Regions from separate parts of the Mus musculus genome. Here regions 2, 3 and 4 are each linked to region 1. Evidence: chromatin contacts called from public promoter capture Hi-C data. All regions are on one chromosome and are shown on one strand. The core of a region is the stretch at or near the end of the contact, and the rest is flanking DNA. Distances in the headings are between cores, read along the strand shown. Region 1 holds the start of Nostrin (nitric oxide synthase trafficker). Region 2 holds the start of Lrp2 (low density lipoprotein receptor-related protein 2). Region 3 overlaps Gm36231 (a long non-coding RNA gene). Region 4 has its middle 9.7 kb from the start of Gm36393.

Region 1 (2,926 bases), core at 263-2,762:
GTGATGGATGGTTCGGCCAGTAGAGAGAATCTTGTTGGTATGTGAGGGGTGGTTCCTGTCTAAGGCTGGCAAGTCATCTCTCAGCTCTTGTAAACTCTCCTCTTTCACTGTTAGCTCTCTCTCCTACACTATCTTCAGGGTCTTAAAAGAGAGCCTGGGCCCAAGAGGCAGCTGAGAGGAGGTTGTGTCAGTAGGATGGTGCAGCTGAGATACTGTGAGACCTGAAGTATTTGAGGGGGCTTTGGGGACAAAACCTATTCTCAGACAAGTCACAAGTCAGAGCAAAGCTACTCTGAGCCTTGTAAATGATTGTCATAAATCCATAGGCAATTAGAAACCTAGGGACTGACAACTGGGAAAGGTATTTTTAAAAGCAACAATAAAATAAGTTACTGATTGCCAGCTCTGCCCATCATTTTGAGCCATGAAAAAAGAAGGCCAATCTTAGGCTTAAATTAATAGCCTAGCCTCTTGGTCCTGCTTGGCTGAGAGTGAGGGCTGGATTCAGTTCAGCCCTGAGAGGTGTTTCATAAATGGTCTGCTTCCTGATAGTCTTCTGGACACTTTAGTGTTAACAGTCTCATAAGGTTGTTTGGTACCAGCTCTGAGTGACTTGGAGCAGAAAAAATAGAGGTTTGATATTGCAGGAGGGTATGGGCCATTAATTTACATATCAAAGCCGGGACTATAGGAAATTTGTCATCACCTCAGGGATTGACCTACTGTGTTCGTTATTGTCCTCATTGCTGCGACTAGCTGCCTGATAAAAGCAGAAGGAAAGGGTTTATTGTGGCCTGTAGTTTGAAGTACAGTGTATCATGACAGGAAATGCAAGGCAGCAGGAGCTTGAGGGCAGCTGGTCCTATTGCATCCGCAGACAGGTCCCAGAGAGAGGAATGCTAGTCCGCCACTCACGTTCTCCTTTTTACTGACGGTCAGGACCCCAGCTTATCTGATCATGCTGCCTACACTTAGGGTCGGTCTTTCCACCTCCATTAACTCAATCTAGACACCCCCCTCACGGACATGCTCTTAGGTGAGCCTCTTAGGTGAGTCTAGATCCTATCCAGTTGTCAATCAAGGCAAACCATCAGACAGCCCCACCTAGATCCAGGTGGGAATGCTGCGTACTTAACTCACCTTCTCCAATCAACGTGAGAACGAAAGACAGCTGTGACTGTCACTTTTCACCTATCTAGCTTGCCTAGACCCCAAAGGTCAGAGCAGCATAACGCACAGAAAATACAAGCCATGACTGGACCAGCAATTTCCACCATCATTCCAGGCATCCAGATCATGGGGAACTCTACCCAGCTTCTGAGCCTTCTCTCAAGGCTACACCTCAGGGCCTCAAAGTTCACTGGACTGCTTCTCACCATTCCCACTGGCTCTTTTGACCCAGAGCTGTTCTGTGCTTTTTCAGGAAATGAACTGGATGAAAGTCCAGGGGCTGGAACTTCCTCCTTGGTGTGTTTGACAAGGACTGACGTACTCTAAGCCCTTTGAATCCCGGAAGTCCAGAACACACCCAACCTGATTGATTGCAGCGTCCAGCATGCTGGATCGAGCGTAGGTAAAAGAAAAAGCAGACAGCATTTCAACATGAGGGACCCACTGACGGACTGTTCGGTGAGTAGCCCAGTGCAGTGTGTGTGTGCCTGTGTGTACGAGGCTAGGGGAAAATTTATAGATTAGTGGTTTCTAAGCTGCAGAAATTGGAGGCATTCAGAAAGCAGGCGTGTTTAGATTTTGGCTGTGGAACAGAAGTCTGCGGTTTTTCTTTGGTTAAGCTTAAAATAGAGCCCTCTTGAAAATGTGACAGTCATAGCCGTCTTTAGTTCTCAAATTGATGGGGAAAGATTTGGGTGAGTCTATAGCATCCTACTTGGATCCAGACGGGGCTGTTTGAGAAGCAATATTAAAGCTTGCTTGATGAGGTGCCAACATAGTCAACATCGTGTGTAGAGTAGACAGGGAAGCTCACAGACCGTCTGCAATGCATTTGGGCTCAGAGATTGAGTCAGGGAAGGATTTGCCTCCCCTCCACACCCTTCAACCCATTCCTGCTTTTTAATCAAACAGCTTGAGAGTTGTGATCCCAAAAGCCCTCAGGACACAGAACAGACTCCCATTGTGTCAGCCTGGTAGCTGGTTCGCCAGCCTGCTTGCTCTGGTCCTGGGATCTTCCCTGCCCCCCTCCCAATACAATATTGATCAAAAGTCCAAAGACACACAGCACAGTCACTAATGTATTATTAGTGGCAGAGATTTGACCTAGGAGACAAGATGCAAAGGAAATAAAGGGAAGGGAAATTTGTTCCGAAACCAAAGTAATCAAGGATTTTCAATGTCTTACCCAAGCTGTAAAGCGAAAAACTTGGTGACCTCAGAAGCCAGGAATTGTAGCCATGGTTCATATATTTTATTGAAAGAAACAAACCAACCAACCAGCCTGTGGAAAAGCAAATAGGAGAAATCTGTGAGGAAGCCATGATCAGCAGAGGATGCAGCTTTCCTTGTTGTTTATTCAAAGGGCAAGGAAACCATGGGCTTAGGAGAGGTGGAATTCCAACTGCTATTGGACAAACCTAGTTCAAGAATCCTGAGGCTGAAGTGAGGCAAACATCTAAGAGATTAAGAAGATAGCGTAGCACCAGTTCCATTAAGCATTAAAAAGATATGCTTAATGAATACACAGATTCCAACACCACACTTGAATGACAATATTGAGTGAACCCCCACCTCACCCCTTACTTTGGCACACAGCCTCAATCTACTCGGCATTGGGTGGTTATGGGTAACCTTTTAGAGAAATTTGTTCTTTTCTCTTTGTATTTGCACCCTACTACACTTTTAAATCCTCGCCTGTCTCACATGGATTCTGGTGATGTTTTCCCTGGTTCAGGTGACACCCAGATAAGTTGAG
Region 2 (2,926 bases), core at 293-2,792, 450 kb after region 1:
CCTGGAGCTGCTGTATAATTACTTACTTGATTCCCTCTAAGGAGCTTACGCTAAGAATTGAGGAAAGAAAGCAGATTAACCATTTGAATACATGCCACGGCCCATCCACAAGCCCTCCCCTCTCTCCTCTCTATAAATGGGGGCTTCCACAGTCCTCACCCATCAACCCCAATATGTGATCTAGGGAAATCAATTTATTGCTTTGACTAATCCTGCAACAATAGGGGTTTCATTTTTATTGTAGGGCAATTAAGTTGTCCGACGGGAAAGAGCGGGAGGGGAAGTGGGGACTGGCCCATCCCCACAGACAGATTAGTCCCTGCAGAGGCTGCAGCGTCCGTTCTGTCTGTCTGGTGGTCGGTCACACGCAGCACCAGGCTGCTACCTAGCAACGAAAGCCAGGGAGAGAGCTCGTGGGTTCTCCTTGAGTCAGTCTCTCTCTCTCTCTCTCTCTCTCTCTCTCTCTCTCTCTCTCTCTCTCTCCCTCCCTCCCTCCCTCCCTCCCTCCCTCCTTCCTCACTTTGCTTTCCCGTTTTCTCCATTCCTTTCAACTTGTCTCTCATTTTCTTCTCTTATAGTTTTCTATTCTAAATAATTTCCTCCCTTTCCTCTCTCTCCCTGTTTCACGGGGAAGGAAAAAAAAAAAACCTCCCGGACAACTTGAAAAAGTTTGTAGTCACTTTAGAAACTTTCTGCATTCCAGTCCCCAAACTCAGGCGCAGCTAACCAGCTCCATTCATCAACACAAAAGCACCCGCTCTGGGTAGGAAAGGGAAAGCCTTCAAGAAAAGTACTCTAGTGTATCAGCCGCTTCCTCTGCCAATCCCACCTCCCCGCCTTATCTGGGCTCGTAAACGATCGGTATCATGAGATGCGGTCTCATGGGGGTCACCGCGGGACAGGGTTTCGCCACTGATGGAAGGAGGCTCTGGCCGGCGGCCCCTGGCGCACGGTGGGATCGGATCTCCCGCGCCGGCTGGACGCTGCAGGTGGAAAGCGGCGCTGGGAGCGGCGTGGAGGACCGCCCCGCCCCAGCCAGAAGAAAGCTGCAGACCCACGCGGGAGACCCTCGTACTCCAGGTTCCATCCTGGAAAGCCTTGAGGGTCAGGACTAATTCCCGTGGGAACAAAGGCACGATAGCCGTGGGACGAGCTGTCACCGAAACCGGTGCGTCCGCGTTCCCCAACCAGTACAAGAAGCGGCGCTGCAGTCATCTCTCCTGGGGTCACCGGAGCGCTCAGCCGGAGCAGCTCCGCAGCCGCCCACCCTCGTCCGGCTCAGCTCCGCAGCGACTATGGTGGCGTAGCGCGGGCAGGTGACCGCTTACCTTGGCCACTGACTGGCGCCAGGCAGGCAGCGATCGCCAGCAGCAGCATCCATGCCGCCGCCGCGGCCCCGCGCTCCATCGCGGAGACGGCCCCGGGCCTCGCCGTTCCTTCCCCGGGAGGTGGGCGCGCGTCGCAGCGGGCACAGGCAGGTTACTCCGCTCCGGAACAGGAGTCTTGCTCAGCAGCAGTCGCTGGCTCCTAGAGGCAGAAAGCCGGTCCCGGCGCCTGAGGCATCCCGTTTTCTACCCGCGCCAGTCCCCACCCTCCAGACAGTGCATAAAGCCCTCTAGACCAGACCGCCCCGGAACTAGCATGCGGGAATCCAGTGGGCCAGGCCCCCTACTGCCCGGCCCGCCCCCTGCACTTTGCGACTCTGGGAGGAGTGGGCCCTCGGACACTTGCGCGCTAGCACATGCACACTCCACAAGCGCGCTCGCTCGTGCATGCTCTCACCCAGGAGCACAGGCTCCGGGAACACAAAACTGCCTCCCACGCTGGCGAGCGCCCACCCCTCGCTCGCACGAGCACACACACTCCAAGGTCCTATTCAATCACTGACAATAATCGCCGCTGCTCACATTCGGAGCAAGGGCTTGGCCTCGCCACTCAGAGGGATGGCTAGACGGGGCGAGGAAGAAATTGGCCACGGACACAAACTCTAAAACGTTATCACCGGTGGGAAGGAATGGAGAAAGGGGGGAAGTCAAGAGCAGCGACTAAAAAAAGAAAGAAAGAAAGAAAGAAAGAAAGAGAAAAGATGAAAAGGGAAAGAAAAAGAACAAATGGGGAAAGGGGAGCAAGGAAAGGGGAAGAGAAAGAAGGGGGAAGAAAAGAAAAGGCAGAGGGTGTTTTAGTGCGGGTCTTTCATCTCAACACTCGGGAGACAGAGACAAGTGGATCTCTGTGAGTTTGAGGCCAACCTGGTCCACACAGTTCCAGGACAGCCTGGGCTATGTAGAAAGAACCTGTCTCAAAAAGAAGGGAAGAGGGAGGGAGGGAGGGAGGGAGGGAGGGAGGGAGGGAGGGAGGGAGGGAGGGAGGGAGGGAGGGAGGACCAGAAAAAAGCTGGACAGAGCCAAGCCGCCTGACCTCCTTGCCTCGGTGTGAACTCGCTAAGCTGCCTCGGGGCCCTCCTCCCCCTGACAGGGTGCAGGCTACCCAGATGGGGTAGCTTGTGTTTTTATAGTCAGAGAGGAGATTCTATCATTGCTCTGGAGGCCATAACTATCTGGCTCCCCAAGCGTCAGGTGTCAGTCATGCCAGACAGCGTCTCCTACAGTTCTGTTCATTTCGAAACAAAACTTGGGGGAGGGGTTGTTTTCTCCGCAATGCCAATAATGAGAGAAACACCAGGAATTCGGGAGAACTCTATGGTTCCCCTCGGGGACCACACTGAACCTGTTAACTGGGAGACAACCCTCTTTAAGAGAGTGGACCTTACACGAGCCCTTCAGACCCCGGTCTTCAGTTCCGCAGTGCCGAGACGAGTCAGTCGGTGCAATTGGTTGCTCTAGGAGCCCCACCGGAGGACCCGGCTGATTCTCAGCCTGATCATCCCAGAATCTTCTGCCCCAGTCGCTGCAGCAAGCCCATAGAG
Region 3 (2,926 bases), core at 263-2,762, 310 kb before region 1:
GACAATGACCTTCCCCCGGAGCAATTAAAAGATGTTTTCAAAGTTGTTTTTTAAACCGTTCAAATGTGCTTTCTCTCATGCCTGTCTTTACGTGGACGGACATGTGCCAAGCCAGTGACATTGTAAGCGTATATGGAAGGGGAAAGCGGTGACAATTGTTAAGGGCCTCCTGCAATAGACATTCTTTTAATGGTGTAAAATGTTATGACCTCTCATTTTAATCTTTACAAGAACCTCACACAGTGAGTACCTTTATTATCTGTATGCTCTACATGACGACGCCAAGGCTTAAAGAGGGGAAGGAGCCTGAGAGCAAGCTGAGCAATGGAGCAAAGATTCATGCCTGAAGGTGCTAGGACACGGGCTTGGGTCTGTGTGGCTTTGTGTTCCATTCACCTTAAGGCTTCCTATGTTTTGGGGAAAGTCTTTGCCTTGTGTCCTGTGGAAGTAGATTCTAATGGACTCGTGCTAATCATGTTGGGGTGGTTTGAAAGGAAGTTTGAATGTCAGGAATCTATCTTGCATGTGCCTCTAATGTTAAGACCTAGATAAGAAAGAGGCCTTGTGGAGCTGAGACATTTAAGTTCATTGGGCTCTAATGCATACCTTTGGAGTTGTATGCTAAAGACTTGGAAAGGTCATTGTAACTATCTTAGCTGCTTCTCTAGTGTAAGTTCTATCAGACAGTCACTGACTACTGACTGTGAGCCAAAGCACTGTGCTGGGAGCAGTGGCCAGGAAATGACACCGGAAACAAGGACACAGCAGCCACCAACGTTTATTCAATGCACATGCATTGCATGGGCTATTTATGAGCTAGTTATTTATTTGGTACTAGGAACATACAATTACACTGGGTCTTTCTTCTTCTTCTTCTTCTTTTTTTTTTTTTTTTCGAGACAGGGTTTCTCTGTGTAGCCCTGGCTGTCTTGGAACTCTGTAGACCAAGCTGGCCTCAGAAATTCGCCTGCCTCTGCCTCCCAAGTGCTGGGATTAAAGGCGTGCGCCACCACGCCTGGCTACACTGGGTCTTTCTTATTTTAAAATATTTTCCAGATGGAAGAGGAAGAGAACAAACGCATGTCTCAATAAAACATGGTAGTACTGAAACAGAAGTGTATTTTAGGTATTATGGCTTCAGAGGATGCCTTAGGGCAGCGCCTCTCAACCTGTGGGTCATCACCTCTTTCACAGGGTTTATGCTACCTCTGGTTGATATCCCTGAGAGATCTCTTTTCTGAAGAGGAACTTAGGGAGGATGTGGGGGAGGGGACACTGGGAGGAGGGGAGGGAGGGGAGCCTGTGGTCAGGATGTATTGTATAAGAGAAGAATAAATCTTTTAAAAAGACCCAAGACCATAGGAAAACAGATATTTACATTAATTTATAACTGTAGTAAAATTAGCCACAAAATACTTTTATGGTTGGGGGAGGGGTCACCAGAACATAAGGAACTGTATTAAAGGGTGACAGCATTAGGGAGGTTGAGAAAGGGAGGGTAAAAAATTTCCTCAATCTTGAAAAAGGAAGACAGGTCTCAGTGTTTATATGAAGATCAGTTGAAAAGGGCTTTAGTGATGCCCAGGCTGGAATATTTCCTAGGTTGGTAATGAATTGGGCTGTGGTAAGATTCACCCCTGCCTTTAGTTTTTGGCCTCTCAAGGGTCTCCACACTAGTGAACTTGGACCCCCAGCCCTGCACTGGTCCCTCCTGTTAACAGTCTAGCTCTCATTACTTCCTCTTTCTAGCTCTGGTTACTTCCCCTCCTGCCTATTCCTCCACACACCCCTACTCACACCGCACTGGTCTTCTCGTCCCTCAAGGCCTGATCAGATCCAACTTCTCGTCTGAAGCCTCCAAGCCCACGCCTCCTCCTTAGAGTGGGGACGCTGCTCCCTGACCCCACCATGCTTCACTTCTGTGGGAAGATTTAGCTAGGTCCTCTCTGCGCCTATCTTTCCATTCAGGCTAATCAAGATCAGGGACTTAACCTAGGCTGCAATGAGGCAGAGCCTGCCTCCCTCCTGCTGTGGAAGCTGAAGGTGGGGCTTTTCTCTGCTTCCCGGAAGACAGAGGTTGGGAAAGACACAACAGCAGGGCTGTACCAATCATGTGAATTTACAAACTGCCATCTTTACATTTCTCCTTTCCAATACAATTAGGGACTGATATTCCATTAGGAAAGGAGTGGGGGAATTACTTGAATTTCATCTCAGGAGAGTCCTGGTGGCAGTCTAAACTAATTGGCATTTAGAGACCCACAGTTAAACATTAGGAGGAGCTTGGGGAAATTCTGCGGGGGGGGGGGGGTAATGGGGGGGTTGGAATTGAGGAGCCAGTGGGATAAGACACCAGGAGAACAGGGTCCACAGAATTAACTAAGTAGGGCTTATAGGGGCTCACAGAGACTGATGTAGCTATCACGGAGCACATATGCTGTGGTTGTTTAGCTTGGAGGGTTTTGTTGGACTTCTAACAATGGGGGAGTGTCTCGATTCCTTTGCCCACTCTTAGGACTCTTTCCCTCCTACTAGTTTGCCTAGCCCAGGCTTGACAGGAGAGTTTGTGCCTGGTCTTATTGCATCTTGTTATGTCATGTCCTGTTGATATTCCCAAGAGGTTCTCTTTTCTGAAGAAAAGTGAAGTTGTGTGTGTGTGTGTGTGTGTGTGTGTGTGTGTGTGTGTGTGTGTGTGTGTGATGCACTGGGAGGAGGAGAGGGAGGGCAGTCCATGGTCAGGATACATTGTCACTTTCAATAAATACACAATGACTGTGTATTTGTGGGGTACAGCGTGACAGTTGAATTCATCACTCATCTTGTATGACAATAAAACTATGGGCTCAGCATATTCATCACCCTTAGCATTCTGTTGTGATATGGATATTCAGTCCTCAGTTCTGTGCTCTTGGACTATACACTGCAC
Region 4 (2,926 bases), core at 122-2,621, 280 kb after region 1:
TGATGTTTTGTCCAGGAATAGAAACCCTGACTAAGACAATCTGTCTCTTTAAAAAAAAAAATCTTGATAAGGAATCTGTGTGAGGACACTTCACATCGGGTCATGAAGAAAGATGCTGCAGTGAAACACCCTTAGTGGAAACAGCTCTGCCCTTCCCATTGGCTTGAACATTAGCTGGAAAGTGAAGACTAGGAAAGCAACTACCTCAGTCTTAGAAACTGAGCAGCAGCATGTGTGAAATCTTAGCATACAGCTAAGGAATGCCAGGTATTCTTCATGTGGTAGACACATTGTGAAATAAACTTAGGTTCATGGCAGAACCCGTCTCAATAGACTTGGATAGGCTGGCCAAAGACAAGAACAGGAGATATATTTTGACTTCTGTTCTTCTCGGTTTTGTATATGTGGCTCAAAGAGCCAACAAAATGATGAGAAAAGGTTCAAGGTCTGTGAGCTATAGCATCAACTAACATCACTTTCTCAGTATCTCCTCAGCAGTGTGAGACTAGCAACAGGGAAGAAGAGTTGGAGGTTGGAGGACTAGCCACAAAGGGATGCTAAGACCAAGGGTTGCAGGACAGCAAGGCCCCTGAATCTCTCACTCACCTCAAAGTTTCAAAGATATTTGTACCATGTAATTTCAAAGAAAGGGGAACAGTGTACCGGAAAGGTGGGGAAACTAGAAACGCATTCTTTGTTAGATTAAGGACAGAGTTAGACTTGGGCGGGAAGAGATGGGTTTCTTCTATTTGGGGGAAAGACAGGAGTGTTCTATTGCACAGTAAGGAAACTGACCTCAGAGAGTGACCAGAATAGAGAAGTAAGCCTAGCACCTGCTCCCTGAACAGTTGCAGAAACAAGACGATGGTGATGATGACGGTTGTGACGATAATGATGATAGCCGATACCCAACGTTGAACAACTGTTATGTAACAAGGTTCTATACGGTATAGTTAGTGATTGTCAATTAAAATGTGTTAATTGCATGCATGGTTATCGCATTTGATCTTTATACAACAACCTTGCAAAATTCCTATAAAGAAAAGCAGAGCCAGGTGGGTTTCACAACTTGCCCTACAACTTACAGCCAAGGTAGCAATTGGGATGCCGGCCTCCCCTGCCAACACTCTCCCAGAAGCCACTCCAGCCTGTCATATGAGGTGAGAAGCTTCATCTTCCACCACTGAAGTCAATTCACAGAGGGTTTGAATTCTAAATACTGTCATTGTCACAAGTAATGGCCGCAACGATCTTGTTGAAGGAACAGGTTCTCATACAAAACCTCCAGCGGCTTTTGGGCTGACGCTGATCGCTGCTGTGGTCCCATGAACTGTGCTGATTTCCTCAGGTAATGATTCAGCAAAATTGACCTCTTGTACTTTGCTAGCTTCATGTAATGAAAGTGGAAACCACAGGAAACGCTGTGGGCTGGGTGCTGGTTTGGGATTTGTTTGTGAGCTCTGTCCCTTCTCCCTCCCCCTCCCTTCCTCCCTCCCCCTCCCTCTTCTCCTTCCCCCTCCCCCTTCTACCTCCCCCTTCTCCTTCTCTCTCCTCTTCCCCTCTCCCTTCTCCCTTCCCCCCCCCCCACCACCTCTTTTTTAGACAAAGTTTTATTCTGTAGCCCAAAATTCTAACAGGGCTACTTTTTGTCTTAGCCAACGGCCATATCTAGTTTACTGTCAGATCCTGAACTTGAATTTTCACCCTCAAGGTGAACAATGTAACAAAGGTATCACAATGAGGGGTGGGGGGAGAACAAACTGGGGACATCCTGTTCCTTTGTTAAGTAACAAAATAGCCTCATGACAGCAAGAAAAACTTTGTGAAAATGACTGCAAGTCATACCAGGTAGCTCAAACCTGTAATCTCAATATTTGGGAAGTTGAGGCAGGAAGATAGCTGTAAGCTCAAGGCTATACAGTGAGTTCCAGAGCAACTTGGGCTAAAGTAAAGCCATGACTCCTAAAATAAGGAGGAGGGACAGCGGGACAGCGGGACAGCGGGACAGCGGGACAGCGGGACAGCGGGACAGCGGGACAGCGGGACAGCGGGACAGCGGGACAGCTCAGTGGTTAAAAGTGCTTGCTGCCCCTTACAAAGAGCACTGATCAACTCCCAACACCCACACTGGGCAGCTCCCAGGATGCCTGTAGCTTCAGCTCCAGGCAGTGTGATGCCTCAGGCCTCCAGTACAGACACTGGCACACATGTGCAAATACCTCACTACACACACTTACATTAAAACAGTCTTTAAAAAAAAGTTATGGGGAGAAAGGAAGGAAAAGTGAGAGGAGGGGAAGGAAAAAGAAAAACAGCTGCAGGATCTGACCCAGGACTTCTGAAGCAGCCATCTTCAGAGAAACCCAGGCAAGGAACAAGCAGAGGTGGCTCTTTGCAGAACGAAAGATCTCTACAGCTCGAGTATCTACATGGCTAAAGGCACAGCTGCATTTCTGTTTCATCAGGATGTAAAGTAAGATCACCTGTACTTCTGGAAAATACCAAGGAAGCTTACACAAGCCTCCGTATGAACCCAAAATAAGTTAGAAAATATGAGCCGATGGTAGAGAAAAGCATTGTCACTGGACGCTCTTTATGTGGGCATGTGTTGTATACATGGCCTGACCTATCTTCTCAACAGGTTTATGAGTCAGTTGATTTACGTGTGTATGGAAGGGTATTTGCACGTGTGTGTCAGTGTCTGTGGCAAGGGCCAGAGGCCTTGCATCCCCCCGGAGCTGGAGTCACGGGCATCCTGTAAGCTGCCCAGTGTGGACACTGGGCATTAATCTGTGCTCTCTGTAAGAGCAGCAAGCACTTGAGGCCTCATTTTGCTGGTCATAAAACTAGATTAGGAGAAGACTGAGTGTTGTGCTCAAGCATACACACACACAGACACACACAAGTATATACACACACATGCGTA

The links. Promoter capture Hi-C pulls out the DNA fragments that hold promoters and counts their contacts.
Region 2: a promoter capture Hi-C map of hippocampal neurons shows a contact between it and region 1, with 2.5 times the contacts expected there. The contact joins the promoter of Lrp2 here to the promoter of Nostrin in region 1. A contact is called at or near these places in 6 of 39 promoter capture datasets (the 3T3-L1 cell line, the HPC-7 cell line, cranial neural crest and 2 more) and 1 of 115 datasets of contacts at active chromatin or transcription factors (extraembryonic endoderm stem cells).
Region 3: a promoter capture Hi-C map of embryonic stem cells shows a contact between it and region 1, with 4 times the contacts expected there. The contact joins the enhancer-like site here to the promoter of Nostrin in region 1. A contact is called at or near these places in 15 of 39 promoter capture datasets (3T3-L1-derived adipocytes, the HPC-7 cell line, cranial neural crest and 8 more), 2 of 115 datasets of contacts at active chromatin or transcription factors (both in bone marrow-derived macrophages) and 2 of 9 other capture datasets (embryonic stem cells and pancreatic islet).
Region 4: a contact with region 1 is called in a promoter capture Hi-C map of hematopoietic stem and progenitor cells, with 2.3 times the contacts expected there. The contact joins the enhancer-like site here to the promoter of Nostrin in region 1. A contact is called at or near these places in 22 of 39 promoter capture datasets (the 3T3-L1 cell line, 3T3-L1-derived adipocytes, the C10 cell line and 12 more), 2 of 15 datasets of contacts at CTCF or cohesin (the NIH/3T3 cell line and pro-B cells), 17 of 484 Hi-C or Micro-C datasets (B cells, the C10 cell line, the G1E-ER4 cell line and 6 more), 3 of 115 datasets of contacts at active chromatin or transcription factors (bone marrow-derived macrophages and embryonic stem cells) and 4 of 9 other capture datasets (adipose tissue, embryonic stem cells, liver and 1 more).

The regions. Positions count from the first base shown.
Region 1 is chr2:69,134,288-69,137,213 of GRCm38.p6, forward strand. Nostrin (nitric oxide synthase trafficker) reads left to right here and starts at 1,513. Exons shown (of 16, transcript NM_181547.3): 1 at 1,513-1,629. The coding sequence starts at 1,603.
Region 2 is chr2:69,584,487-69,587,412 of GRCm38.p6, forward strand. It overlaps Lrp2 (low density lipoprotein receptor-related protein 2), which reads right to left and starts at 1,543. Exons shown (of 79, transcript NM_001081088.2): 1 at 1,329-1,543. The coding sequence starts at 1,407.
Region 3 is chr2:68,823,784-68,826,709 of GRCm38.p6, forward strand. The region is part of intron 3 of Gm36231 (a long non-coding RNA gene); the gene reads right to left. Gm36174 (a long non-coding RNA gene) reads left to right here. Exons shown (of 3, transcript XR_374615.1): 3 at 1-55. Among named protein-coding and RNA genes, the nearest start is that of Gm36174, 2.9 kb to the left of the region's middle. Within about 2 kb of position 1,513, at least 87 of the 459 cell types and tissues checked have an H3K27ac peak or open chromatin away from gene starts, as enhancers often do. A contact at or near this core is called in the HPC-7 cell line, bone marrow-derived macrophages, embryonic stem cells and 1 more, where this site is marked.
Region 4 is chr2:69,413,915-69,416,840 of GRCm38.p6, forward strand. No RefSeq gene overlaps it. Among named protein-coding and RNA genes, the nearest start is that of Gm36393, 9.7 kb to the left of the region's middle. Within about 2 kb of position 1,372, at least 47 of the 459 cell types and tissues checked have an H3K27ac peak or open chromatin away from gene starts, as enhancers often do. A contact at or near this core is called in bone marrow-derived macrophages, granulocyte-monocyte progenitors, hematopoietic stem and progenitor cells and 1 more, where this site is marked.